Regions from separate parts of the Sus scrofa genome. Here all the other regions are linked to region 1. Evidence: chromatin contacts called from public Hi-C and HiChIP or PLAC-seq data. All regions are on one chromosome and are shown on one strand. The core of a region is the stretch at or near the end of the contact, and the rest is flanking DNA. Distances in the headings are between cores, read along the strand shown.

Evidence for each region. A called contact is a pair of places that touch in the nucleus more often than the background predicts. HiChIP or PLAC-seq counts read pairs in DNA pulled down with a chosen protein or histone mark.
Region 2: a contact with region 1 is called in a Hi-C map of skeletal muscle, with 3 times the contacts expected there. The contact joins two enhancer-like sites. A contact is called at or near these places in 2 of 47 Hi-C or Micro-C datasets (embryonic fibroblasts and skeletal muscle) and 1 of 2 datasets of contacts at active chromatin or transcription factors (alveolar macrophages).
Region 3: a contact with region 1 is called in an H3K27ac HiChIP or PLAC-seq map of skeletal muscle, with 13 times the contacts expected there. The contact joins the promoter of SLC5A3 here to the enhancer-like site in region 1. A contact is called at or near these places in 3 of 5 promoter capture datasets (fetal liver, fetal skeletal muscle and liver), 15 of 47 Hi-C or Micro-C datasets (alveolar macrophages, brain, embryonic fibroblasts and 10 more) and 2 of 2 datasets of contacts at active chromatin or transcription factors (alveolar macrophages and skeletal muscle).

Annotation. Positions count from the first base shown.
Region 1 is chr13:197,957,945-197,962,809 of Sscrofa11.1, forward strand. No RefSeq gene overlaps it. Among named protein-coding and RNA genes, the nearest start is that of KCNE2, 19 kb to the right of the region's middle. Within about 2 kb of position 2,112, at least 12 of the 83 cell types and tissues checked have an H3K27ac peak or open chromatin away from gene starts, as enhancers often do. A contact at or near this core is called in retroperitoneal adipose tissue, skeletal muscle and subcutaneous adipose tissue, where this site is marked.
Region 2 is chr13:197,559,818-197,564,682 of Sscrofa11.1, forward strand. LOC106508031 (a long non-coding RNA gene) reads left to right here. Exons shown (of 3, transcript XR_002338041.1): 2 at 659-799. Among named protein-coding and RNA genes, the nearest start is that of ATP5O, 43 kb to the left of the region's middle. Within about 2 kb of position 2,929, at least 10 of the 83 cell types and tissues checked have an H3K27ac peak or open chromatin away from gene starts, as enhancers often do. A contact at or near this core is called in skeletal muscle, where this site is marked.
Region 3 is chr13:197,685,845-197,690,709 of Sscrofa11.1, forward strand. It overlaps SLC5A3 (sodium/myo-inositol cotransporter), which reads left to right and starts at 2,788. Exons shown (of 2, transcript XM_005657149.3): 1 at 2,788-2,945. MRPS6 (28S ribosomal protein S6, mitochondrial) reads left to right here and starts at 2,062. Exons shown (of 4, transcript XM_021069846.1): 1 at 2,062-2,272; 2 at 2,356-2,945. The coding sequence starts at 2,062.

The DNA.
Region 1 (4,865 bases), core at 862-3,361:
GAAACTTCTCCGAGCCCCAGCTAAATACTGGCTACAGCACAGCATCACTTTTCTTTCTTCCCTTTTCATGAGCCCCTGGTGAATTGAAACCCAGAAGCCAGCGGCCCACCTGCCAATTATTACAGTTAATTCTGTGCAGGCTTGACTCCGGCACTGAGACAGAGAGTTCTGTTTGCTGCTGGGGTGCACAGGGCAGACGGGAGGGGCTGTGGCCACGAGGCTGTGAATGCCCCCCCTGTGTGCCTGGGCTGGTCCTGGCAGCCGCAGCGCCCTCCCTTGCGCAGCGAGTCTGGCATCCAAGTGTGACTTCAGTGGGGCCTCCTTCTCCTTGAGTCTGCCTCTGAGATCAGAGATGTTGACGGTCAAGAGCCTGTCTTCCTCCCACGACGAGCCACAGCCACCCACTTCCCCTTAAGGACTCAGTGAAGAGAGCTTGTGTTTATTTTGTCCAAAGGAAAAGATAAAATGACATTTTCGACAACTGTGAGGGTTTTTCCGTCACCTTTCCTCCGCTGACCCATTGCCGTGTAAGAGCCTGTTCATTCATACAGAGGACAGCTACCCTTTCTTCCCCAGAAGCACTGGTGGCCACGGGCAAGTTCCAGTTTGATCTTGCCTCCAGGTGACCTGGATTCCGGTTGCTTAAGGCTCTCTCCCCAAAGGTGCTTCAGGCCTCCTTCGGTTGATTAATCAGCGTATCGATTCATCAGCTCATGTGTACGTTTGTTCTTAGTAAGCCAGGCAATGGGCTTGGCATTGGGATGATGGTGGAGAGAAAGATGGATTTCCTGCCCACATACCACATGGCCAGGACTGGACGGGCATGTGCCAGAGATAGGGCCCTGCTCCTCCTCTCAAAGGGGAGTGTGCACACCTGAGATGCTATGGCAGCCCCTCCCCTAACCCCTCTATGGTGCAAACATATGAGGAAACATGAGCTAGACCTTAGGGAGGTGCAGTTTTTAAGCAGAGGGCTGAGCCGTGAGTAGCACAAGGCAGAGAGTGGATCCAGTTGGTGGGACAGCAGGTCTTAGGAGAGGAAATGACGTGCCAAGTCCCCCAAGGCTCCTGGCTCCTTCCAACAACTGTGGTCTACAGAGACTGGAACCCAGAGGAGAGCGATGGAGAGTCTGGCACCCAGGTGAGCTGCAGGGGGCAACGGGGTGGCCATGCCTGGCCCATGAGCCATGAGAACAGGGCCTCCACCTTCAGGATGTGGGGAGCTGATGGGGTGCATTGAAGAAGAATTCCCAGCACTGTTTCTCCTGCTCACATCCTACGGCCCATCAGTGCTGCCTTCCCCAGACTCAGCAAGACAAACCACTTACCAACATGAGTGCCCATGGTGGACTCTGTGCCAGGGTCAAGGCTGGTATCAAGATGCTGAGACCAAGACCCTGACCCCAAGGAGCTCTCCTAGGAGTGGGGTGGATGGACCTGGAGATGGGTCATCTCTTTCTGCAGCGGGGAGCAAACCTCTTCCTGTGGGAGAAGTGGAGCACATCTGGAGAGGAAATGAGACTCGAATGGGTCTTGTGAAGGAAGCCATTCTGGTCATGACGCTGGGGGGGTCCAGAGGTAGGAAGGACATGGTGAGTTTGAGACCAGGGTTTGGAGGGAATGTTCTATTGGGCTGTATGTCTCCTTACCCCAAAACATTTGAGCCTCCTTACTGACCCAAGCAAGTGGGTGGCTGATTGGAAACATATGTTGGAACAAGTCTTCTGTTGGTGCAGGATGGGGGCTTCAGTCCAAGCACTGTGCTGAGAAGGGAGCTGGCTGAGAGGGAGGGTGCTGGGCTGATCCCTCTTCAAGGAAGAGCTCCATCCCCTGGGATAGACAGCCAGCCACGGATGCCAGGTTCTGGCTTCTCCCCTGCCTCTTGGATGTGCCGTCCCTGGGAGAGTTCTAGACCCAAAAGCTAGTCTCTAAAAAAAAAAAGACTCATACCTGCCCAGGGTCCCAGGGGATTCTGTGCCCTGCACTCGCCTCTGGCCTCAGCTGCAGCCAAGGTCTCCCGACCATGGCCCAACTCCCAGTAGCCACCTTAATCACACGGTATAAGCATCTATTTTAGTTACATAAACAGAGTTGTCTACATTTGGACTCCGGGGCTAGCTGCAGGAATTTGTAAACAGCGTGGTGTACGCGTTTCACAGAAAGTTGCCAGGACGAGCTCCTTTCCCACTGCCTGTTGTCCAGTTTTCCCTTTTATAGAGAGTCTGGCTGGGAAAGAGAGACGGAACTTATTTGGGAATAGAGGACAACCTCACAGGCGAATTCCTCCCTCCCGCTCCCACTGCCTCCTCTTCGGAACCGTTGAGGGTCTGGGGTGGAACTCAGCCTGCTCCTGAAGTTCTGAGTCCTTCCTAAACACTAGCCTCTGATAAATATAAATGTAAACCTCACGGAACACAAATTTGGGGAGATTTTATTCTTGGAAGGGTAACAAGGAATTTTGGAAATTTGCGGCAGGTTCTAAAAATGTTGGACACTGTCGTCTCCACCAGGGCCAAGGCCCCGTGGGGCATTACGATGTCGCCTTTGCTACTCCTGCCTAAGAGATTGTTCAGCATCAGGCAGAGGCTGGTAAGATTCTAGACTGAAGATATACGATTTAGGGCCACAGAGAAGTGGAGCCTCAAGGGGGAAGTGGGGGGGCCTTCATTTCTCTTCTTTCATGGAATAATCACTAATGAAGCGTCTGTTCAGATTAGATGCTCTGTTCAGCACTGCGGGCCTTAGAAGATATATAACAAATCATTGGCACCAAGAGTTCTCCTGTGGTGCAGTGGGTTAAGAATGCCGTATTGTTACAGCAGTGGCTTGGGTTCTGGAAGTTCCCTGGCCTGGGAACTTCCACCTGCTGCTGGCGTGGCAAAAAAACCAAAACCAAACCAAACTTTGGTGAAAGGTGAGAACATTAAGAGTCACGTAGATAGGTTTGGAATGGCCAAGGGAGTCGAGTTTTACTTAACACATGCATGTCTGCTGGATGAATGAGTGAATTAATCAACGAATGTGTAATAAGTGTGCCACTGCGAAGGAAGCCCGCTGCAGTGGTTGGCCCTAATCTGAATTTCATCGTAAGTTAACTTTTACTCAGACCCTAAAGCTAGCATCGCAAACTGTCCGGTTTTATCTGGAACCCAGGGGTTCCCAGGGCACAGGATGGGAAAAGAATTCCAGAGGCAAGCCAGCACAAGTTGGTCACCCTGCTTGAAACTTCAAAGAAAAGAACTAGGAAGAAGGAAAATTCTTGTCGAAGACATATCTGAATCAGGAAAATAAGAGGTCAATGGGACATGCGGCATATATGCAGCAGCTGTGTCTCTCAGGTTTTAGTACGGGAGAACAAGAAAGCAGAAAATAATTCATCCACATAGAAAGAAACCGGGCAATTCATGGGTTAGGAGGAACTGGACATTGACAAACAAAACAGGAGGACTTCAGTTCTCAAAATATTCTCCAGGCTCAACAGTCAGCAAAGCTACAGGTAGATTTGAACTTCTATCACATAGAGAACTGCAGAGAAATGCATGGCTTTTAATGGCTCAAAATGCTCTATGGGTCTGAAACAGTTATCTATATTCCAGGAGCATCCATATAAGGAAAAGTTGAAGTTAGAATAAGCAGCAATTTAAAGCAATTGGTGTTTAGTGCAAAGGTTCTATCTTCTACCTCAATGTACTTTTCTTCTTCCTGTAAAATGGAACCCTTTCAGAAAGAGGCGTGGATGTTAATATTCAGCGATGTGCTTTTTAAGCAAGCAAGGATGTCTGCTCTTTTCATAAAGAGCTTAATGTGCTGGAAATGCTGTAGTTGAGTGGGAAGCACCAGGATTTGAGATTCAGTGGAGGGCTTCTGAGAGGTCTGGCAGGTCCACGCAACGAAAAAGCTCAGCTTTGGCGCCACCTGGTGCCAGCTACTTAAATTTCAGCTATAACACCCAAGAAGAGAGAGGCCCGTTGCTCAGAAAGGGACAAGAAAAGGCACTTAGACCACCAGAAACAATATTTTATGCTTTTTGTACTGTGAGCAGTTGTGCAAAAGAATAACCCAGAACTGGTTCTTTTATTTTAAAATTGTTGGGTCCAAGGAGTTCCCATGATGGCTCAGTGGAAACGAATCTGATCGTTTGCATCCATGAGGATGGTGGTTTGATCTCTGGCCTTGCTCAGTGGGTTAAGGATCTGGTGTGGCTGTGGCTGTGGTGTAGGCTGGCAGTGGCTACAACTCTGATTTGACCCCTAGCCTGGGAATCTCCATATGCCACGGGTGTGGCCCTAAAAAGAAAAAAAAATTGAAATTTTTGAATCCAAGATTATGACTTCTGGTAGTCATTTTTTTTCCTCATAGGTCAGTGGTGAGATGAGCTTGCAGGTTAGGTAGAGACCAGAGGGGTGGTGCATGGATGCCCTACACATTGCCTAGAACACAGGCGGTGCTCAATAAATGGACATAGCTGAGCTAGTGGCAACGGCTGTAGATATTATTGATGGACGGGGGGCAGATTAACCTTTGAAAGCTGGTCTAGTCATGGTCTGCAACTTCAGACAATAATTGAACTTTGATGCTTTTAGTAATTTCCTGAGAGAAGTTATTGCAACGGTTCATTAAAAACCATGTGACCAACAACAACCCAATTGAAAAATGGACAGAAGACCTGAATAGACATTTCTCCAAAGAAGATACACAGATGGCCAACGGGCACATGAAAAAATGCTCAACAGCCCTAATTATTAGAGAAATGCAAATCAAAACTACAATGAGGACCACCTCACACCAGTCTGAATGCCCATCATTAGTAAGTCCACAAATAACAAATGCTAGAGAGGGTGTGGAGAAAAGGGTACCCTCTTGCA
Region 2 (4,865 bases), core at 1,679-4,178, 400 kb before region 1:
GGATCGAACCCGCAACCTCATGGTTCCTAGTCGGATTCGTTAACCCCTGAGCCACGACGGGAACTCCAGGCAAATCTGGATTTAAATCTTGATTCTCCTGCAGAATGTAGAAACTTGAGAACGTTACTTAGGTTCTGGGGGCCTCACTTTGTAAAATGGAGATAAAATTACACCGCTCTGAGTTTTATGGTGAGGGTTAGAGAAGATAACTTGCATTACAAAAGAGCACAGGGTCTCAGCCAATGTTCTTTTATTTACCTTCCCCTTCAAGTACGGACTGGGTAGTTCTTTACCCTTTGAGAAATCTCGGAAAAGCAAAATATGGCAGCATTTTGTGCAGTGACGCTCTACGGCGTACTCTTATCACTGGTCATGTTCATTATACGAAAATAATCCACGCAAGTCTCTTTCTTTTCCATTGGAAGTCAGATTCTTTGAGACCCAGGGCCATATGTTACCTATTTTTACACCCCCAACGTCAAACCTGCCACTTGGAACACAACAGGAATTCCATCAATGCAGAGCTACTGAACTAGTGAACTGCCAGGCAAAGCTTTTGAGGGTGGAGGATCAATGGTGCCTTTAGAAAAGCAAGAGATGCAGATTAGATGCACAAGGAGTGAATATTTGATTATTTTCTGGACTTGTTTAACTTCAGATACATGTTGACTCGGACCCCAAGGAGAATGTTTATGTGAACAGGTCATCGTACTGGCTGGAGGCCGCTCAGGGAAGAGGTAGAGTTACACTTCCGGGTTTGAATCCTTGCTCCACCACCTACTTGCCTGTGGGATCCTGGGTAAGTTTCTTGATGTCTTGGCACCTCAGTTTCCTCATCTTTAAAATGGGACAGCAGTGGAACCAACCTCATAGGGATACTGGGAGAATTAAATGAGATAATGCAAAAAACAAACAAACAAACAAACAAAAAACCCCCGCACTGGTTCCAGAGTGTGTACCTCATATGACATATGCTCAGGATAAAAATGACCACCCCAATGTACGGATTTAGGCTGTGGGAAGGGGTCTGATCTGGGGCCACAGGGCTTGCTTGGTAGTCACTGTATTTGTAGGAGTACAGGTTTGGCTGCTGTAACTAAGACAGTCCAAAGTATGGTGACTTGCCCAGATAGAATTTGGTCTCATCCTATGTGACAGGTGGCAGTCTGGGGCTTTCAGGTCAGCTCTGCATCCTTAAGCTGGAGGATGGCTACCTGGGTCACCTTTTATGTTCTGAGGAGCCTGCTCTTGATTCTCTCATCTCCCAAAAATAGGAACGAGAAAAGGGACTGGGAGTGGGGAGGGAATTATCCTTCTGATTCTTTCTTTTTTTCTTTAATTTTATTGGAGCAAAGTTGACTGACACTGTTGTGTTAGTTTTAGGTGTAGAGCAAAGTGAATCCATCATACATATAAATCTATCCATTCTTTTTTTTTCCCATATAGGTTATTATAAACTATTGCGTAGACTCTCCTGTGCTCTACAGTAGGTTTTTTTTTTTTTTTTTTTTTTTGTCTTTTTGCCATTTCTCGGGCCGCTCCAGTGGCATATGGAGGTTCTCAGGCTAGGGTCTAATTGGAACTATAGCCGCCAGCCTACGCCAGAACCACAGCAACATGGGATCTGAGCCGTGTCTGCGACCTACACCACAGCTCACAGCAACGCCAGATCCTTAACCCACTGAGCGAGGCCAGGGATCGAACACACAGCCTTATGGTTCCTAGTCGGATTCGTTAGCCACTGAGCCACAACGGGAACGCCTACAGTAGGTTCTTTTTATGCATCTATTTTATACAGTAGTGTGTATATGTTATTCCCATTTCCCAATTCCTCTCTTCCCCCAAGGGTTTCGCCTATGGTTACCCATAATATTGGTTTTGAAATCTGTGAGCTGGTTTCTGTTTTACAAATAAGTTCTTTGGTATCATTTTTAAATTAGATCCCCCATATAAGTGATGCCATATGATATTTGTCTTTCTCTGCCTGACTTCCTTCACTCAATATGATAATCTCTAGATCTATCCGTGTTGCTGCAAAGGGCATTATTTCATTCTTTTTTTTATGGCTGAATAAAGGAAGATGTGGTACAGACATACGATGGACTATCATCTTTCCAATTCTTTGAGGGTAAGATCCAGAAGGGACCCCATCACTTCTGCCCACGTTACCACATCACATGACCACACCCACTGCAAGAGAGACTGGGAAACGTGCTCCTTGGTGTGATGGCCATGTTGCCAGCCAAAGTGTTACATTCTGAAAGGATGGGAGCATAGAAATCGGGAGACAACCAGCAGGCTGCCAGAGCCGCTCAAGATCTCATTAAAAAGGCAAGAATGATAGTTACCTTTCAAGAGGGCTCTTTGCTGGTTTTCGGCAGCAGCAGTGCTCTACACAAAGCCACACTCCCCACGAACCAGAAGGGAATTGCGGAAATGATTCAAGCTCCCTGGCTGACTCATACATTGAGCATCCTGGAGAGAAAAGTAGCCATACACCCATTGGAGGCTTGGGGTTTCGTTTATAATAATAATAATAATGACTTTGGCACAGAAAACTTCCTGAGGGTTAATGAATGACTGGCTTGGATTATTAGCCCAAATCGCTGCCTGAAGTCTATCAATGCCTTCCAGCTTCATTTAATCTACAGGAAATTCTTTGTGTACACCCAGCTATTACTGCTTCAATCTCACAACATAAAAATGAATGGATGCTTCATTGGAACTTGTGGGGAAAAAAAAAAAAAAAAAAACCAACTCGGTCACCATTGTGTGTGGCCACCAGGCTATTATTATTATTTTCAGGCACATTTCCTGCATTTTCTTTCATTCCCTCTCTGGCTTCAATTTGCTGCAGTGGCAACAACATCAGCAGCAGCTGGTCCTCTAGATTAGCGCTAATCCCCATGCTATTTATAGCCCAGGCTGCAAAGCTCATTGCAGCGTGATTCCCCATTTAAATGTGTCTTTCCAGCTAGATGGGGAGCTCCTTGAGGTCAGAGGCGACCAGTAAGATTCCCAGCTGGGCAGAGCCTGGCGATAGCATCACTCAGCAATGCTTTGTTGAATTTAAACAAATAAGAGTAGCGGCTGAATTTTAAGTAAGTTGCTATCAGTCTGGTGAATTCCTCAAAGCACACCTGGGAAGACTGGCATTTGGCTGGATTTAAGATGGTGCCCACTTAGCACCATCTAAAATGTGATCAGTTTCCCGGGAGAACCGCTTGAAACAGAAAGGCAAGTTTGTAGAAGTGGTTGTAGAGGAGAATGTCCAATGCCATCAAGCTGTCAACTGTGAAGAGAAACCAGGGATGTGCTAAGGTCACAGGTGACTCCTCCTGCCTGGAGGCACGCCCACTGCTTCTCTGGCCTCGGATTCTCTGCTGGTCGATGTCATTGACAAAATAAGCATGTTTCCTGGACAAAGTCCTCTGGTTCAGGGAATTCGAGTTTATGGCTGGCTCCAAATTTCCTCTGCTGTGCTATTTAAACTCCTACCTTTTGGTCTGGCCCATGCTTGGCATCCCTGAAGACTTGCCAACCAAGAGGTGCCCTGAGCAAAGATCTCCCCAGCACATGTGGTCATTGTCACTCGGTGAGCCAAGCAAATGCAGCCGTATTGCCAGGACCTTGTCTCAGTGGAAGTTTCTATACCCAGACCATCAATAATCTACCTTGATTCTATGTGGGTCCACTAAGGTGGGCTTCAGACGGCTCCCCACTCCAACCCCCTAATTAAAACCAACTAAGTCGGTCCCAGCTACAGAAAATTCCTGGCAACAGAGGAGGTGTTAGTGGCTTTTAACACCAGCGGTGGAGATCGAGTTAAAGAAACAGGAAGCCTGGCATAGGCCGTGAAGGAGGTTAGGTAGGCATAGGATTAAGGGTTTAGAGAATGCTTGTTTCCTTCTGTTGCCCATATGAGAGCTGATAAGGGGATTTCAGGTTTTTGCGGGGGCACCTTGGAAAAGAATTAGGGAGTTTAATCAGCTAGAGGGACCTTCCCACCTTCATTTCTCAGTGTTTGTTATATGGCATGTTTGCCTGAGTTAAAGGTGCCAAAAAATAAAAATGAAAGCCCCATAGAGTTAAACGTTGACACGCTATCATCTGTCTGCTAGGAGTCTTTGACTTTTGTTTTTCTCTTCAACCCAGGGCATGAGATGCGCTGTGATTGCTCAGATACTCTTACATTACTGTGTCCAAGTCACATGCATTTAACTGGACATGTATTTATACGTAAATATATAGATTTTTTTTTGTCTTTTTAGGGCTGTGCCTGCGGCATATGGAGGGGTCGAATTGGAGCCGTAGCCGCCGGCCTACACCACAGCCACAGCCACGCAGGATCCGACCCACATCTGCGACCTACACCCCAGCTCACAGCAACACTGGATCCTCAATCCACTGAGTGAGGCCAGGGATGGAACCTGAATCCTCATGGTTCCCGGTCGGATGCGTTTCTGCTGCACCACGGCGGGAACTCCAAATAAACATATAGATTATTAAAGTTAGGTGAGGTCAAAATTTCTATATCAAAGGGAGCAGCATGTAGTGAAGTTTTCATATGTAAAAACACGTTGAATAGCTCAGCCACAGATTTCTCTGATTAACTGCTTTCCAGAAGATGAGGCAAGGCCAGATTCTTGCAGTTCTTCTGTTGAGAGCTTTTTCAAAAATGTCTTAATTTTTTATTTTATTTTTTCTTTTTAAATTTTTTGGCTGCCCCGCAGCATATGGGGTTCCTGGGCCAGGGATCAGATCTGAGCCCCAGTCACCACCTAAGCTGCACCTGTGGCAACGCTGGAGCCTTACCCACTGTGCTGGGCTGGGATCAAACCTGTGTCCCTGTGTTCCGGAGACAC
Region 3 (4,865 bases), core at 1,538-4,037, 270 kb before region 1:
ATGTGGCCCTATAAAAAAACAAAGGAAAAAAAAAGAATTTCTGGGAGTTCATGCAGCCCTAAAAAAAAAAAGAATTCTTTTGATATCTTTGCGTTTAATTGAGTTTGCTTTAATTTCTTTCATCAATGCTGTGTAGTTTTCAATATATAAATATTTCACCTTCTTGGTTAAACATAGTCATAAGTATCAGAGTAATTTTGAAAATTAATACATGAATACTGAAGAAATGTTTTATAATTCTAAATAATGACTGTATATAGTACAAAATTAAAAAATCTTTTTGGTGAACGTACGTTTATAGTTACAGTAGGAAGACACTAAGTTTGCAGCAGCGTTAAGATTTCGTTATTAATTTTTACTGAACCCACCCCAAGCATTTTGCTGCTGTGCTTAAAAAAAAAAAAAAAAAGTTGAGGGTGTGTAAAGTTTATTAACAACCAAAAAGGAAAAAAAAAAAAAAAAGATGGAACAGCTACAGAATATGGGATACTTCCTTGTTTACAAATTTCACCTGCAGGAGGCATGTTGTAACCAGCATTTCAAATAATCAAAGGAATATAGGTTTCCTTTTTCTCCTTTTCAGGAGAAATGGGATGAGCCCTTGAGCAGCCACCAGATTGCGGGAGCTGGAGGTGCTGATTGTGCCGCAGTAATGTGCAGTCTCGCCAATTTCCTTACACTATTTGTCAGGTTAGAGGGCGGTATAGAGGAAGAAGCCAGATTCTCTCACCTCTGGACACCTTAGGGGGAACTATGGCACTTCCAAGGGCAAATGCTAAAAGTTGAAGTCAATTCATGGTATTGCCCTGGTCTTTGGCTTGGCATATTCCTTTGCGGTTCTTATTTTCTCATTCAAAGGGGGACATGTTGTTGATGGGGGGGGGGCGAGGGGAGGAGCCGAAGAAGGGACCTTCCTGCAAAACCTCTAACTCTCTTCTGAAGGCCCAGAAATTCCTTGCTTCCTTCTGTTATTTATTTACAATATTCTATTTTTTTTAACCTAAAGTTAAATTACACTCACCAGGTCATTTGTATTGATACCTGTATTGTTTCTTTTTGCAAAAATATGGGTGGTGGTGAAGTCCAGGAAAAGAAAATGTAATCCATATATCACAGAAGAGATTGTGTTCAAATCGTCTTCATCTTGGCGGCGGATGGGAGGTGGGGGATGAGAAATAATAATTTGTCTGGATAAGGTACAAAGGGACTCTATTCTTCGTTTACATAGAGTACATGGTAAATCTACCCAATAATACCAGCACATTAATTTGTGCGAATGGAGAACCGGAAGCTGGACTGCGAGTATAAGCCCAGCCTCCATACAGTCTGGACCCAAATTTTGTCTGTTACTATCTGACCTGGGGCTAGTTACATAACCTCTGCGAGCCTGTATTTCTAAATCCCTTAGGTGGGGTTAATAATAGTTCTTGCCTCATAGCGCTGTTGTGAGAATTTTACGCGACACACGTTAAAGTGGTGTCTTGCCTGACGCGTAATAAGTGCTCAGTAAGTTTTACTTCTTATAACACTAAAGTTGACAGATACTTCGCCTATAGACGCTTTTGTGGGGCAAGCGTGGGCGAGGACGACAGTTGCAAGGAGATCAATCTTTAAGGAATGGAGCTGGAAAACAATGCATTTAGTACACCTCCGGCCAGGGAAAGTAGAGCCAAAGGCTGGAGGGAGAGGTGAGGTCTGTGTGCGTGTTTGGGGAGGGTGGGGGTGGGAGTAAGATGGAAGGCCAGAGACTGCTCCTTCCAGGGCACGCACGATCCCAGATGGTTGGTTACTAAATGACTTACCGAGCATTTAGCCTGTTCCCTAAATGAACGCCCAATAAACATTTAAAGAATATTGGTTCGAGCCCAAGTATTAGCCTGCCCTTGACAACAACACGTGGGTCAGGCCGTGCTCATACAACAAATGCTGGTGTGTGCAGGCATCTTTCTCAGCGGTTTACGAGCATCAACTTACTCGGAGGCATCGCAATCACGAGAAGGAGGTGTCCTTCACATCCCCCTTTTCCTAAGAGCCTGCCCGAGGTCAGGCAGCCGGCGAGGGATGGGATACGACCCGAGCCCGGTGGCCCACAGCCTGCGCCTGACGCCCACCACGCTGGGGAAGGGGCCCCAGGAGGCCGCGCTAGCGGCTGCGCTAGAACACCGAGCTGTGGGCAGAGGCGGGAGGGGCAGTACGCCCCGGGTGTACCCCGCGGGCGCTGCGCGGGGGCGCAGACCGAAGCGGGAACGTTCCGGAACCCGGATGCGCGGCCGTGGGTGGCGAGAGCTTGGGGTCCGGCAGAGACCCCGTGCAGAGAACAGTGGTCACCGACAAGGCAGGCCCCTTACGCTTAAGAGTCGCGGGGTAAGGGCGCGCGCACAGACCAGACCGCACCGCAGCGCACGCGCACACGGGGGCGCACGCTCGCTCGCTCATCGCCCAGGATGAGACGGAAGGCATGGAAAGTTCCAGCTGGTTCGAGAACCATACGTAGCAAGCGCGGCGGCAGCGGCAGCTGCAGGGTCGGAGGCGTGTGCAGCTCCCGCTGGCAGCTCGCAGAGGGGACCCGCGGTGCTGCCCTGCTGCAGTGGCTGCCTGGCCAGGGCGCTGGTCCCCGCGCTGGCTGCCGACCGCAGAGAGCGGGGCTGTCGAGGGGGCGCGGCGCGGCCGCCTTAAGGAGGGGGCGTGGCGTGGCGCGCGGGGGGGCGTGGTTAGGCGAGGGGGCGTGGCGGCCCGTCTGCGCAGCTGCCAGAGCCTTTAAGCCCGGGCTCGCGCGGCCGGAGCGTGCTTTCGCCGCCTGGGAGCCTTCCGGTCCAGCGGTCCGCCAGGTCTCCGCGGTTCCCGCCCTCTTTCATCCCGGGAGACGGTTCCGTGAGGAGCCGCGCGCTGTGCATTCGGGCATGCCCCGCTACGAGCTGGCTTTGATTCTGAAAGCCATGCAGCGGGTAAGTGACCTTCCCCTCAGAGCCCGCCTTCTCGCGCGGGTGTCCCAGTGGCCGCTAGGCCGCCGCCCCCCGCTCTCCCCGCGCGGCCGGGAGGGGGTCGGGGCCGCGGGCGGGCGGCGGGCGCCCGCGCCGAGGGGACGCGTGGGGCCGGCCGGCGGCTCGGCGAGGCCGCGTGCGCGCGGGAGGCGGGGGTGTGCCGACGCGGGAGCGCGGCCGCGGGAGGGTGTGCCTCGCACGCGGCCGCCGGGCAGGCTGGCTGGCGGGCGGGCGGGGGTTGGGGGCGGGGCAGCCCACGGGGGTCCAGTGGAAGGTCCGCGGGAGGACACGCGCCAGCGTCCGGCCCCGCGCCCGCCGTCGGGAAGCAGCCTCGTCGCCGGCCCCGCCGCCGCCTGCTCCGGCGCAGCTCCGCCGCCCACCCGCCTCTGCCTCCGCCTCGCCGCCGCCGCCTCCACTCTAGCGCCCGCCGGCAGCCCCGGAACTGTCCGCGCTCAATAAAACCTTCTGCAAAGCGTGTTTGTGCAGTTGTCTGGACCACGGTCGCGTAGAACCAGCTCTCATGTTAAAAGAAATCTTTTGACTTCTCTTTTTCTGACTTCAGCGAAAATCCTGCTCCGGGTGCCCTTAGCACAGTTTCATTCATCCAAGTTGTGGCCTTTTTTTGTGCGCCTTCTGGAAGAAACTTTGCTCCCCCTGCTTTTGATTGCTCTTGAGGTAGGGGATTTCAGGTTTGGAGGGATGCTAAGCGATCCTGCAGCCCGCTCACTTCAGGTAATGGTGTGGCCGAGGACAGGGGACCCGCGGCCTGGAGGCAGCTCTTCGTTCTCTGTTCTGGGTCAGGTACTTCTCAAGCCGTCGCCCAAATCCCCATTCTTCCGTGGATTCGGTAACGTAGAGTGTGGCATATGCTTTTTTTTTTTTCCTTCTTCCTTCCAGGTATAATAACAGCAAAAAAAAATAACCACTATGTTCGAACTTTAGAAACGTAGCCTCCTTACATTGCCAGAGGCTTGGTTTGGGCACATTTTTATGTTTTGGGTCAGTTTTGAAGAAGAGCTGTTGAGGAGTTTGGTTGAACTTAAAGCCTGGGGTCTTGGTCCAAGCGCCATTGAAAAACCACCAATCACAGAGCATAGACAGTCGTTTCGTTCTTTGCACACTGTAAAGTGGGGAAGGATACCAGTCGGGGCCTCTTGAGCAGGTCTAGAGTCTGGTGAGGCACGCTATTGTGTCCCCAGGCTTATTCCCCCTGAATTTGGGAGATGGTAAGATTGCATTGTTTAGCCTTTTGAATATTACCTCTTTCTTGGCTCTCCTTTCTCTGTATTAGCATATACTACTAAAAGGGAGCAGAAACAATGAAGGGGAAAAAAGCATGTTAACGTAAAAGAAGCATATTTAATTATGTGGAAATTGTTTAAAGTTCTCCCTTATCCTTTTATTCTTTTTAGAGTTTATCAGAACCTGGCAAGTGCAGTCATTGAAATTTCTTTTGTTTCACCTTGTTTTAGGGAGGAAACAGGTATCAGGAAAGAGTCGGTGCATAGATGTAGTATTTGTTCATTTCATAAACCCTTGATGTGAAAACTCTGAACTTTTTTTTTGTCCTTAGCATAGTTGCCAAGCACTGTGCATTTGTTAACAGGGCGTCAGGTATATTAGTTAAATGTATTTCCTTTACGTGTGTTACTTAACTGTTTTTGTATCCTGTAACAACCAGTATTCATGATCTTTGGTGTGGAGCATGTATTTTTTTATTCCAGTTCAGACAAGCCACATAGTGTAGTTTGGTTAAAATAATAATTCAGTTAACCTTCCTTGAAATCCTGGCAAGAGGGCAGACGGGTGGGGGGGGAACCTTTGCAGATAATCAAGGTGAACTCCTCCCTGGAGGCGAGGCCTCCATGGCTACAGATAGAGGAC